Regions from separate parts of the Cricetulus griseus genome. Here region 2 is linked to region 1. Evidence: chromatin contacts called from public Micro-C data. All regions are on one chromosome and are shown on one strand. The core of a region is the stretch at or near the end of the contact, and the rest is flanking DNA. Distances in the headings are between cores, read along the strand shown. Region 1 overlaps Dennd1b (DENN domain-containing protein 1B). Region 2 holds the start of Lhx9 (LIM/homeobox protein Lhx9).

Region 1 (6,563 bases), core at 3,410-5,909:
ACATATGATAATTGGATTTTGAACCTATGAGTATTGAAGGTATCATACAAATGTTTATACATCTGTATTTGTGTGTTTGGTTTGATTATATATTATATCTTTGCAATTTTATTAAAAATTGTGTTTTGAATTTTTACTTTTGAAGAAAACAAACTACTTAAAATCTTTCATTGTCGTAATGGTGAACACTTATCTTTATAAATTTTATTTCAACTAGTTTAAGTGTGGATTATTTTTAAATTTTTAAATCACACCATAGAAAAGTGTTTCTTCCTTGGAAGATTCTTAAAAATTATAGCTAAAGTGTTATTTTTTTCTTTTCATGTTTAACAGATACTTTATTAATAAAATATCTTTAGTTATAAAGTAGATTATTATAAAATAATTCTACTTTTCTTCATGTGTAGGACAATGAGGAAGATTATGGGACCTGTTCTGGTTTGGTACAATATACACCAGTTTACACATTACACAATGAAAAGGGAGGAAACCCAGAGAAGCATAAACTTTCCCAGGTAAGGATGCTTGCCCTTCATGCCCCGTTTCAGGTTATGTATTTTAATAAATTCTTTAGGAGTATCTTGGACCATTAATATTTCTCTTGTAAGAAAATTAGAATTATTGATCAAGGGGAGAACAATGGACTCTAGTCTATCAATGGAGAATGAGCTTTACCTAATATGAAATTTCCATCTTAATACAGAATTGGAATGCCCTTCACATAATCTCATATACCAGGTCACATTCAAAGCATAAGCTTATTACTGAAATATTAACTAAATTTACCATTGGATTCTGTGTGTAAGCTACCTAAGGAATTTGGTGTTAGGACAATTCATGTCTACAAGATATCTCCGTATATATGTATAGATATTGTTGCATCCAAAAGATCCAAAATATGAAACACCACTGTTCCCAAGCCTTTTGCATAAGGGATACCTAACTTGTGTTTTATTATGTCTTCAAAGAGGTCATAGTCCAGTCAGTCTGAAAGATGGTTAAGTCTGTGATTATGAACAATGTGACAAGGAACAGCATTAAGAGATTCCCTTTACTGCAAACATAAAATGAAATCCAGACATCCAGTCATTAAATCAATGTGTGGAAATCCAAGGATGAGTTACTATACAGATGATCCTCAGCTTAAGATGGAGTACCTCCTGATGGAGCCATCAGAAATTGTTGGTATTGTAACTGAAAATGTATTGAACTTATTGAACATCATACCTAGCAACACTGTACGCTGTAGTTCACCTATGTGATAGCATGCGTGATACGAAGCTCTGAGTCCCTGCACTGCTCAGGACCATGGAAGAGCACTGCATCATTATCACCAGCTAGGAAAAGTTCTAAAGTTAAAAGATCATTTTTACTTAAAATGTATTGCTTTTCTTAAATTTCATGACTTAAGTTTCATGACTTAAGTCATGAAACTAAACCATTCCTAACTTGGGGACTGTATGTCTGTTTTTTTTTTTTCTTCCTAGACTTAGATATTTTATTTGCTATTTTTATTTAAAACTTCCATTCAAATGCTGATATTACTAAGACTATTGTCCCATGGAGCAAAGTGTTTAGAAAAACACGATGTAATCTCGTATTTTGTTTTTAGAATAGGCGTCCGAGGGTTTTAACCAATTGAACATTGCATATCAAATTGCAGTGATTAGGGCCCTTTAGAAATCAGCTGTAGAGTCGAATCCAGAGCACTTAACAAAGCTTCCTTTATGACAGTGCCAAGGTTCACAGCCAGGATGGTCATAACATTGATCTGTGACTCAAAAGGCAGAAAGGGACCTGCACCGTAAGGAAGGAAGGGTTTATTTGGCTCACAATTTGAGGGTACAGTCCACTGTGACAGGAAAATATGGATGGCAGGTGTTTGAGGCAGTTGGTCACATTCCATCCACTGCAGGAAAACAGAATGAAAAGAATTCTGTAGTCTGATTTTTCTTTGGGCCAATAGCTCACAAATAACGACACAGAGACTTCCCATTAATTATGAAAGCTTGGCCTTCACTTAGGCTTGTCCCACTTGCTCTTATTACTTAAATGAACCTGTTTTTACTAAACTACATTTTGCCATGTGGCTTTTTACATTTCTTTCATCTTGCACCTCCTGCTTTCTCTCCATGTTTCCTGACATCTCTAGATTCCTCCTCCTTTTTCTCTCTGCCTGGTAGTCCCGCCTATACCTCCTATTGGCCACTCAGTTTCTGATTACGCCAATCACAGCAATACACCTTTATGCAGTGTAACTATCTCACAACAGAGCACTGCTACTCAACTTTGTTTTTCCTTTCTAGTTTGGTCTGGGATCATAGCCCATTGCTTGGCATTACTCACCGTTCTAGAACAGCTAACAACAACAACAACAAAAATCCCCACAGATATGTCCAGAAGTTATTTCCATGATATTCTAAGTATCATCAATGGGAAAATCAAGATGAACCATTTCAACTCCAGATTATGTCATCTTGACGTCTAACCATGGCACTTTAAAACCATAACCTTCCACCTTTTGTCCCCATAGGCTCATGGCTATCCCATAATCCAAAATGCATTCAGGACAGCCTCAAAAGTCCATATAGTCTTTAGCAACCCCACGCCATATAAAACTCCAAAGTCCAACTCTCACCTTAGACTCAGAGCAATCTCTTTTTTTTTTTTCCAACTTTTTTTTATTTGAATTAGAAACAGGATTGTTTTACATGACAATCCCAGTTCCCTTCTCCCACCCATCCTCCCCTACCCCCGTGTGTCTTGGCTCAGGGAGTATTCCTCTATATGGACTGGGCTCCCAAAGTCCACACCTATGCTAGGGATAAATTCTGGGCTTCTACAGGAGGTCCCATAGGTTTCTGAAGTTTCCTCACAGAAACCCATGTTCCTGGGGTCTGGATCAGTCCCATGCTGCTATTCCAGCTATCAGACTGGGGAGCAAGAGGTCCCGGATGTTCAGGTCAGCTGTTTCTGTGGGTTTCACCAGCCTGGTCTGGACCTCTGTGCTCTTCACTGGTCCTTCTCAGAGCAATCTCTTAACTAATGTACTTCCAATATACAATGGCACAGAAAACACAATCCCCATTTCATAAAGGAAGAACAATGGACTAGTAATGACCTGGCCAAAGCAAGGCAGAAACCTAGTATGCAAACACTAAATCCTGCAGCTTAATGCCCTGCCTCTGGGCTCATGATAGAATCATCTGGGTAAAGACTGGAATAGCCCCTTCCCTCTAGCTTTGCAACCAGAATACATGTAGTACTGGACCAGCTGCAGTACTGACCTTCAAATTTCTTCAGCGAATTTCTCAGGCTCTTGGCATCTTCAAAATCCTGGAGTCCCCATTGCAATTTATACTTTCTTAGTTTCATTAAGTGGCTCCTTAGGATATCTTTACAGGGACTGCAACCATGCCACACACTGCCTCTCTTCATCAGCTCTCTAGAATTTTAGTGTAAGACTATCCTGACACCCTTATTCCTTCATCTTTTATAGCTGCAAAACCAGCACAGAGTGAACCAAGCTGCCAAGTTCAGCTGGCAGCTGTGTGTGGAGCCTGGCTTTCTTGAACCACAGTGGTCTCAGCAGTGTGTGCTGCTGACCCTGGGAAAATACACCCCTAGGTAGTTCCTTTAGAGCACAGAACCCCTTCAGTGACGTCCTCAATTCAGTCTCTACTTTCAAATAGACTTGCATTTTCACAAGGAGTCTGTGATAGGTTAGGTCTTGCCCTCAAAACGCTTTCATTGTCCCAGTGTAGAGTCCAGGTCTCTCTTCAGGTCACCAATATCTGTATCGTCTCAGCCGTCTTTGAACCTGCCTCCTCTGTAAGGTGGAACTTGCTGACGCTCTTTTTCTTACCACACTGTACATATTCCATCTTGTTCAACTCCACTTCTTGCTCTCTCACACTGAGAACTAGACGAGAGAAGAAAGCAGCCCACAGCCTGAATGTTGTCCTGCCTTGGCATTTCCTCCACTACCCAGATTAGTGCATTTCTTCTGTGTTCACTCTCACTCAAGTTGTCAGGGAACAGGCAGAGTGCAGTCATACTCTTGATGTCATTACCACATGAATAGATGCTAGCCCAAACCCCATCAGAGTCCTTGATTATCTCTGAAAATTTTCGAGCTAATCCTCCATGGCCACATTTTTGTGAGCACTCCTGTCTTCCCATGTCTAACCAGAATGGCCTGTTAGTCTCTGCTTCCAGCCTTCCAGGGTGTTTCTACCCAAAGTTCCACATGTTTCCTGTAAATCCAAAGATCTATGAACCACATATTTAGGTTTATCACAGCAATGACACAGCTACCTGTACCAATTTATTATTAGTTACTTTTCTCATTTTAGGACAAAACACCTGACCAAATCAGTTTAAGGAAGGGAGGGTTCATTTTTGTTCATTCATGGGTTGAGGTTATAGACTGAATGGGAGGACGGGGGGGGGGGGGCTGTGGGGTTTAAGGCAGCTGGTCACATTGCATCCACAGTCAGGAAATGAGTGAAGTGAATGAATGCTTCTTCCTTTTGATTCAGTTTGGGACCCCAGACTGTGGAGTGGTACTGCCCCCACTTCCAATTAACCCAGTTAATCTAGAAAGTGACTCACACACATTCAGTGATGATTTCAAAGCCCATCAAACAGTCAGGATTAATCATCACAGCATCGTGACGCGTTCATAGTCTTAAAGTGCTGTTGTGTGTCTGTGATTCAGCCAGTGCAGTACTACTGTAACCAAATTCTTGAGCTTAAGTAACTGTAACGAACAGAAAGGTATTTCTTAAATGTCTGAAGGCTGCAGAGCCAACACTCGTGTTTCATAAAGACCTTGGTGCTACTTCATCACGTGGCAGAAGGAAGGACAAGACAGCAAGACATGGGGATGGGAGCTGTGGCTTTAACACGGTTTGGGTAGGAACATTAAGCCTCAGCTCTCTTCAGGGAATGAAGAGGCTGGTAAGGCAGACCAAAGCTCTAGGGCTTTATGAAGAAGGTCTGTGTCCAGGACCTTTCCTAGGTACCAGCCATATACAAAAGGAAACACGGAGATATTCTGAACTCATGGTACCATTTTTGATGCATTTTTCTCTTTTTCCTTTTATTAAGCTTATTTTTCATACACTATTATTAGTTTCTGGATGTTATTACCAAATTCTGGTTGTGACCCAAACATGTCTATGAATGAAGTCATCACTTGTGGAGAGAGCTGCCCGTGCTGCCTCTAAGTAAATCACTTCCATGTGAACAAGCCAGCTCTCCTGTGTGCTTGCTTCTTGACTGCTCGCAAGCTGTAGCATTTTAAATCAGTGTTGAGTATGTAAATATTTACCATAGAAAACAGTTTGGGTTTTTATGGGAAAAAAGCAAATCTTTGATTTCAATAGGATGCCTTAAGTTAGAAACATTTTAATCACAAGAATGTTTTCCCAAATATGAGAACTCCTCATTTCTTAATATTAAATTTAGCCTTTTATAGCAGGATGTAACATTTCTATTATAACTTACTAATTTCTGTTATTGCATGTCGTATTTTAATTTCTAGAAATGGATTTTTAAATTGTATATGCTTAAGATATGCAACATGTTTTCATATACATGACAAAATCATTACATTTAAAGCAGTTAACATATCTGTCACCTTCACAGGTAACTTTGTGTGGTGCATAGAGTAGATTAGACCTACACTTGGCAATTTCCCAATGTACCATACATTGCCATTAACTGTGATCCTTCCCCAGTGTATCTGATAGAGAAATTGGTACAGAGCTAGACTGAACTTGATTTGAAAAAGGAACTTGATTTTGACATTTAGTAAATAACCTTTGTCTTGCTTTCTGCATTTTTAATTAATATTATTGCACATCATTTTCCCAGGATTCTGTAGGAATTATAGATAATGTGAATAAAACATCTTCATTAATAAGAAAAGTATAATAGGTACTCTATAATTGGTAGCTGTTCACATGTACACATGTGTCCTGAGTGCCAGGTCCTTTTTAACAATGGCCCTATTTGACTTTCTTCTCTTGTGAAATTCCTGCCCTAGTCACTTAACAATATAGTCGCCACAAAAGCAGCAGGTATTCATCTTCATTCTAAATGGGGTGCTGACTGCGACTTTAGCATATGACTTGAGAAGCAATACGCATCTTCTTTTATGAATAAGTCTCTTGTCAATAACTTTGTAAGGTGGTGTTTGTTTTGTTGTCAGCTACATTAAGAAATGACTCTGAATGGTCTTGTCTCATCCCATTCTGAGTCCATTGAATTATCAGACATGGACCCAGGTGTGGAAAGAATGTAGCTTTCCCAGTTTCCAGCAAGACTTGCCCATGAAAGACTTGTTTTCTTTATTTTTCAGAATATGTAATGAAGTGTGATCATTTGGATTCCAAGAATGTATCTTTATTTAACTTAAGCAAAGTTTATAATCTGGATGCTGTGGAGAAAAATTTAGATAGATATCTCTGTCCCATTACTTTGCTTGTCTTTGGAATAGACTGTGAATCCATAATCCACCCCCAACAAATAGTAATTTGTGTGCTGGTCTGCTAATT
Region 2 (6,755 bases), core at 1,948-4,447, 300 kb before region 1:
TGTTGTTTGCTTGGCTTTTGTTTTGTTTTGTTGGTTTTTGTTTCTTCAGTCTGATTCTGGCTGGCCTCGGGGAACTTTTCCAAAGTCATTTACAGGATCATTGTCATCCACTTGGTTGCTGCTGCCCCGGCCAATAGGGAAGTTGACCAATTCACATTAAGGGGGACCAACAAAACAAAACAGAGCAAAAGTCTTGTTCGCCAGAGACCTATCCATTTTCTCTTCGGGATTTTTCGGCTAAGCCGTGTAGCTGGGAAGACCTGGGAACCCTGATAAAAATCTCTGCTCTTTAGGATCCTTCTCGCCTATCCTCACTGATTTAAAGCATTTGTAATGAATTTCACATCTCAGAAATAATTGAACCCTGAAGGGCAAAACAAAACAAAGCAAAAAAAACCACAACAACAAAACACACACACACACACACACAACAACAACAACAACAACAACAACAACAACAAAAGAAAAAAAAAAAAAAAAACAGGGACAGAGAGGCAACTCCGGATTCCCGTAGGTGGCTCCACCAGGTTAGAGGAGAACGTGAGTGGGGGGCGGGGTAGAAGTACCTGTAATAATCCTCCTTGCAGTAAATGCTACCGTCCTTGGCAAAGCAGGTGAGCTCAGACTCCAGGGCCAGCTTACATTCACAGCACTTGAGGCACCTCAGGTGCCACTGCTTGTCTACCGCCAGTAGATAGTACCTGTCGGAGATCTTGCCCCCGCAGCCCGCGCACAGAGCGGGCTTCTCTGGGCTGAGCGGGGGCATGCCCTGTGAAGCAAGCACACGGCAAGGCTGATGGGGGTCGCGGGGCGCTGCCGCACAACCCGGGATGCTTTTGGCCGAATTCCCCAGAGCAGGAGCGCATCAGACCAGGGGCCACAACACCAAAAGCAAAAGTGGGGGAAACATTCCCAATTTCTCCCTTTTCAACGACCAACAGTTCCCTTTCTTAGGAGTTTGCCTAGACCAGGGTCCCGGTCCTCCTGGCCCTGAGACCCTAAAGCATCCAGACATTTAGAGCCTAGAGGATGTTTTGATAAGCGTTCCAGAAGTAGAATAACTAAGGATGAATTTTTGTGAGTTTTCAAACAATGCACAAAATAGAACAACAGAGCTGTTATTGTGAAGTAGTAGGAATTCTGAAGCATACCGATTTTCTTTTACACAAACAACGCTATAATTCTATTTTCCTGAATTTTAATAGGCGAAGTAATTTGGCCGGCATTGTTGTGATTCAGACATGCTTAGCAGATGTTGCTATTCTGTAAGTTCAAGGTCGTTGCCCTGTTCCTTTAAGAAAGTGAAGTGCCTGTCCCGAAGGAAGGACCCCTATCCAATCTTTTCTGTATACTCACTCTTTTCTCTAGCCAGCATAAACAATATATGTCTTTTTCTTGAAAATTTGGTTCCCAAATTAAGCTTTCCACCGAGGTCCCAACAGAGGCTAGCTAAGGCGTTAAAACTCACTTTAAGGATCCCAGTCGAATTTGGTTGCTTCTTTTTATTTTTAAGTAAAATAGCCACTTAAGATGGAAAGAAGTTACTGGCTGGATCCTTTCCTCAGACTAGTAAAATAGTCCAGGCTTCTCCTACTACATTCATTTTGGCGGCACTGGAATGTTAAGTTTCGCCTTTTACTCAGAAAGAGGGTTCTCACTGAATTAATGGTACAAATGATGGTAGTGGGCTATTTAACGAGACCCAAAACTTCGCTGACGGGCTAGAACCGTCTCGGGTCAGTTTGAGCTACAGTCCCCGCAGTGATACGAAAGGTCTACACAGCACTGTTCGCCAAGAATCATTTCCGCAGACTTCTGTAGTTTTCTCCCTCCAGTCCATAAGTGGAAAGGGGAAATTCTTAAATTTCTATTAATTTCACGAAGACATAACTGATATTACGAATAGTAACCGGCGGTTGTGACTGATTGCTTCTCTTGGGTTGGAAGAGTTCATGTTCCTGCTTTTAGACCTGGGCGGGGGGCGCTCCTCATTTTTATCCGATTTCCCGCTACACAAGGCACCCTCCCCATAAAAAAGAGAAACGCAATTTTGTGAGCAGGGTATCTGAACCCGCATGCCAGAAGCCCTAGCAATCACTGGATTCGGGTGGTGAGTACTGAATGTTCGAAGAAATTGGAAATGGACCAGCGCATCGGAGTCTACTCCGAAGAGTCTGGGGTCCCACGGCTCCAGCCTGTCCCGGACACCATGCCGGTAAACGGCCCCCTAGTAACTACACCAAAGCTTGTCCTCGGGGCGGCGGATCCGGCCTGGCGGCCGAGTCACCAGAGACTGGAGTTTGGGGCAGGCTGGCAGGGAGGACGCCCGCTCCTTCCAAGGCCGGCTGTCCTGCGTGCTCGCTATCAGCCGTTACAAAGACTAGTGAGCTCTGGACCACAGCATCCCAGACACCACGATTCGGAAAGGGACCCTTGCCTAGCAAACAGACCTCTCGAGAAAACCTAGCGAGCGAGCGTCCCCAGACAGACGTCCCCGGGACCCGCCATACCCAACCTGGGCAGGCCGGAGACCCGCAGTTTCTCCAGCGCCGCGCCAGGGCTGTCCTTACCGCGTCGCGGCCGTTGAGCTGAGTGCCTTTGGCCAAACGGGCCTCGGTCTTGGATCTGCGCTCCATCTCCTCCATGATGCCTTGGATATGGCCTCCGGAGATCCCGTGGAAGAGCATGGCTGGGGGGCGGAAAGGACACGAATTGTTTTCGGATCGGCACCCCACTATTTCCATAAACACACGCCTGGGGCTCTCAGTTCATCCGCGTGAGGAAGCAAAGGGGACCGCGCAGGGCTGCGCGGTGAAGGAGCGTAGATCGCGGGGACAGGGGCAAGAGAGAAAAGGAAGAAAACGAGAGAGTGGAAATAGATCTATTTGAGAGGGAAAAGATCCGGGCAAAAAAGCGATGGGAAAAGGGAGGGTGGGGGAGGCCCGGCGTTTCCCAGAAGATGTGCAGAAAACAAACAAACGCGGACGGAGGGGAAAGCAGGAGAATCTTACTACAGTGAGAGATCGAATTACTAATGGAAAACAACTGCCGCGGGGGCTGGGGGAGGAGGAAAACAAAATCTAAGGAAGAAAGAAAAAATAGTTTTGAACACAAAGAAAACGAAGTGCTATATTCAGCGGTCCCTAGCTGCCTGCAAGTTCCCAGTGCCTCTAGGTTGGGTTGGGGACTGCTCCTGCCGGAGCTGTGTCCAATTTGTTAAGAGACTAAAGCCAGCCCATTTTTGATAATTTAGTAGGAGGAGTCCTCTCCCTGGAGCAGCCACGGATTTTTATTCAGACAACAAAGACCTGTCATACTCCTCTCAACCCCCTGGTGATGGGCAAGCAGGGACAAACATTACAAAGGGGTGGGGGACTAGGGGGGAGGCAGAAGGAGGGGGCCTTTACCCCCACCCCCACACGCGCGCCTACACACACACACACACACACACACACACACACACACACACACACACACAGTACACATCCAAGAGTTCTCAACAGTCATGCTTTAAAGGACTAAAGGAGCCCTTATTGTCCGAGTCCTGGATGGAGCTGGAGGGAGGGCTAGTCTTATTTGCTCCCAGTTCATCAGACCCCAGCCCAGTGTACACTGAAGATGAGCTGCAAACCTTAAGTTTCCTTCTGGTTCACAGACTTTCAAACCCCCAGTTCACAAGTCTGTCACCCTGCGCGCACCAAACCCACAGTCTTAGAAGGGAGCGCTTCTCCGCAGCGGTGCTTTTAAAGCCTGCTCCTTTCCTCTGTGTCCCTTCTTTCTCCACTCATTTTTTAAAAGCACCCTTCTGACGGCGGTCTAAGACCGAGGGCAGGAGACACCACCAGGCTCCGAGGTGCCCTGCAAAGTGAAAAGGGGAGTGGAGAACTTACTTTCCCGAGTATTACTTTTGGAGAGGGAAAAAACAAACAAACAAACAAACAAAAACGTGTGTGTGTGTGTGTGTGTGTGTGTGTGTGTGTGTGTGTGTGTGTGTGTGTGTGTGTGTGTGTGTATTCTGAAATTTTTGAGTGTAGAGGCCAGGGAATGCTTTTGTAGACCTGGATATTCAATGGAACCTTGACCATGAAGGACTCTTAACTAATTCTAGATTGAAGGTAAACTAGTGGAGATTCTAGTGTCCCGTTTGGAATTTGTCAGCTTGCTTAGGATAGGACTCGGGTGAGCTGGGCGCCCAAGCCGGGTAGGACGAGGCATTGGCCGCTGGCATTGGCACACTTGGGTGGGTGTGAAAGGAGCTCAGGGTGGAGGCGGGGAGGTGAGAACTAACATGCTGGATAGCAGACTGCTCTTCACAAGAGATAGCATTGTTCTGTCGCCCTCTGTTCTTGCTAGCGCGGCCCTTCCCCTCCCTCTGGTCCCATTAAAAAGTGGCCACAATACTCTGATATTGTGGATTCACCGAAACGGCCAGGAAACCCCTAGGATCGTGGAGCGAGGACCAGCTACGGGAACTTAATCAGAAAAAAAAAGAAGAAAGCCCGGCCGCTCTCAGCCCTTTCTTCGTGGTCGCCAGCCTCTGTTTCCCCACTACTCTGCCGTCTTTCCGGTAATCATTGGGGCTTCAGTTTGGATACCCAGAGCAGCAGCCCGGTGGCAGGCCCGCCTCCCTCCACCCTGAAAGTTCCACGCGGAGTTTTCGCCCAATCTGGAGGGAAAGCTGAGAAGAAACGGGGGAAAGGGGTATCGGAGGAAGGGAAAAAAAGAAAGAATAAAGGGTGAGTGCTAATGAGCAGGCTACGGTAGGAAGGAGGAAAGGGAGGAAGAGAAAGAGGAAGGAAGGAAGTAGAAAAGGAAGGAAGGGAGGAGAAGGAATGCAGAGAAGGAGGAAACCACCCTGGTGTAGCAGCCTAACTTCCTGTCCCAAAGGTCCACCTTCGGAGGCTCTTGGGGTCGCTTCTTCCATGAAACTCAAGCCTCCACTGTTTCCCCACCTTTTTTTCTCAGGGTCAAAATAATGTTATTTGCAGACTGGACGCTTTTAAGGTCCTCTGGGTACCAGAATACAGCTCATAAAACACAATTTCACACAAAAAATGAAGCCAATCAAGTGAACTAAGCTGGAGAAACACCCCCCCTCCTATTTTGGCAGCCCTACCTGACAGCAGGATGGCTATTTACTGTAAGTAATGTAATTAGCCCCTTTGGATGGAAATCAATGAGCTCTTCAAACCCACGTGCATACACATATGAAGGCCCCAAGGAGGGACTGGGGGCAGGGGCCCTTTCAGAGACAGCAGGTCCTCTTACAAAGGAGCAGACTGCCTTCATACAAGTCAGCAGTTAAACTGACTTGGCCCAAGAAGGAGGAGAAGGGGAGGCTGCCCAAAGAACTGCTCAATTAACCCAAGGAGGTTAGAGACACAAAGTAAATATGAGACTGTGGTCCACTTTGCCTAGTTTCTCCCCTACAGCCTTCCTCACTTTCAAATAGGATTGTTTGGCATTGGCTTTGGCTACTCTGTTTTGGTCCTGAGCTGTTTGTTCAGCAAGAACATTAAAAACAAAAGCAAACAAACAACAACAATAAAAAAACCAACCAGAACTTCATGAAGAAAAAGCTTTAAAAGACCTTTTAGAAAAAGTCGTAGCTTTGGGAAGAACCACTAGGGAAGCTAGGCAATGACATCTTCTCAGCCTGCATCCATCTATCTATCAATCTATCCATTCATCCTTACATCCATGTCCTCTGTACATGTCTTTAAATCATCATCAGGACAAGCTGGGCAAAGCATCTCCTGTAATCAGTTTCCTAGCTGAAACCTAGCTAGAACTGCTCTTTCTTATAAAACTCAAGTTATAAGATCCAGGGCCCACAGGAATTGGTCACTTCCATAAAGAAGTCAACTACCACGGTTTTTCTTGCTCTGAGAATGCAGAGAAGTCTGTGGAAAGGTAGGAATGGGGCAGGGGTCTGCTGGAGTTTGGGAGGTCTGGGTTAGTTCTGGGGAAATAGCTCCCTATAGGTCCTGCCCACCCTCCTCTCACACTTAGTTGCTCAAAAAGAAGCCCTAGATGAGTAGAGGGGTGACATAGCCTAAGAATTAAGCTGTCACAAGAGTGTGCTCACCTTTTGTCTAGGTTCCCTAAGATTGCTGAAGAGCCCATCTCACCTCCTCCTCTTCATCCAAAGGACTAAGTGGCTTAAATGGGGAAGGCATCCTGGCAGCTTTGCCAGGTGAAAACACTCCGCTTACCCAGGAAATGTGTCTCTTTCTCCCAACTCCAGGCTCAATGACTGGCACACTCTTCATGAAAGTCAAAGCACTAGCAAGTTCAATTCCACAGACCTTCGTGTGGAGACCACAGACCTGGTGTGGAGGCTGTCTGGCCCATACTCCCATTTGGATGTGGAGTCTTCTTTCCAAATCCAAAGTAATACAAAGGTAGTAGGGCAGAACCCTGGCCTGGCACAGCTGCCCCCAACCCCCACCAGCATAGGCAATCTAATGTGCTCTTTTCTGTTCTGTGGCTATCCATGAGGCTATTGTTACAACTTTCAGCAGAGTGGGACTCTGTATAATAATACAGAAGATTTTAGGTTTAGGATACCAGATTATAGCATTCCCATGAGGGCAGAGGAGACTAAAGAGCCATTGTCTGGGCTCTGGCAGTCTTACCTGGGAAAAGGTCCCTGGCTTAGTCTAACTCCTCAGAGGCTAGGAAAGAAAAAGTGAGATGCCCAGGATTACTCAAATAGCTGCATAGCTTTAGGCTTGAGAACAGAAAATAACCCA

Evidence for each region. Hi-C and Micro-C count contacts between places; a contact is called where the count stands out from the background.
Region 2: a Micro-C map of the CHO-K1 cell line shows a contact between it and region 1, with 4 times the contacts expected there. The contact joins the promoter of Lhx9 here to the enhancer-like site in region 1. A contact is called at or near these places in 2 of 8 Hi-C or Micro-C datasets (both in the CHO-K1 cell line).

What each region holds. Positions count from the first base shown.
Region 1 is chr5:50,178,082-50,184,644 of CriGri-PICRH-1.0, reverse strand. It overlaps Dennd1b (DENN domain-containing protein 1B), which reads left to right. Exons shown (of 22, transcript XM_035444915.1): 19 at 408-515. Among named protein-coding and RNA genes, the nearest start is that of Crb1, 180 kb to the right of the region's middle. Within about 2 kb of position 4,659, at least 1 of the 6 cell types and tissues checked has open chromatin away from gene starts, as enhancers often do. A contact at or near this core is called in the CHO-K1 cell line, where this site is marked.
Region 2 is chr5:50,474,702-50,481,456 of CriGri-PICRH-1.0, reverse strand. Lhx9 (LIM/homeobox protein Lhx9) reads right to left here and starts at 3,197. Exons shown (of 5, transcript XM_027417456.2): 1 at 2,571-3,197; 2 at 567-769. The coding sequence starts at 2,744.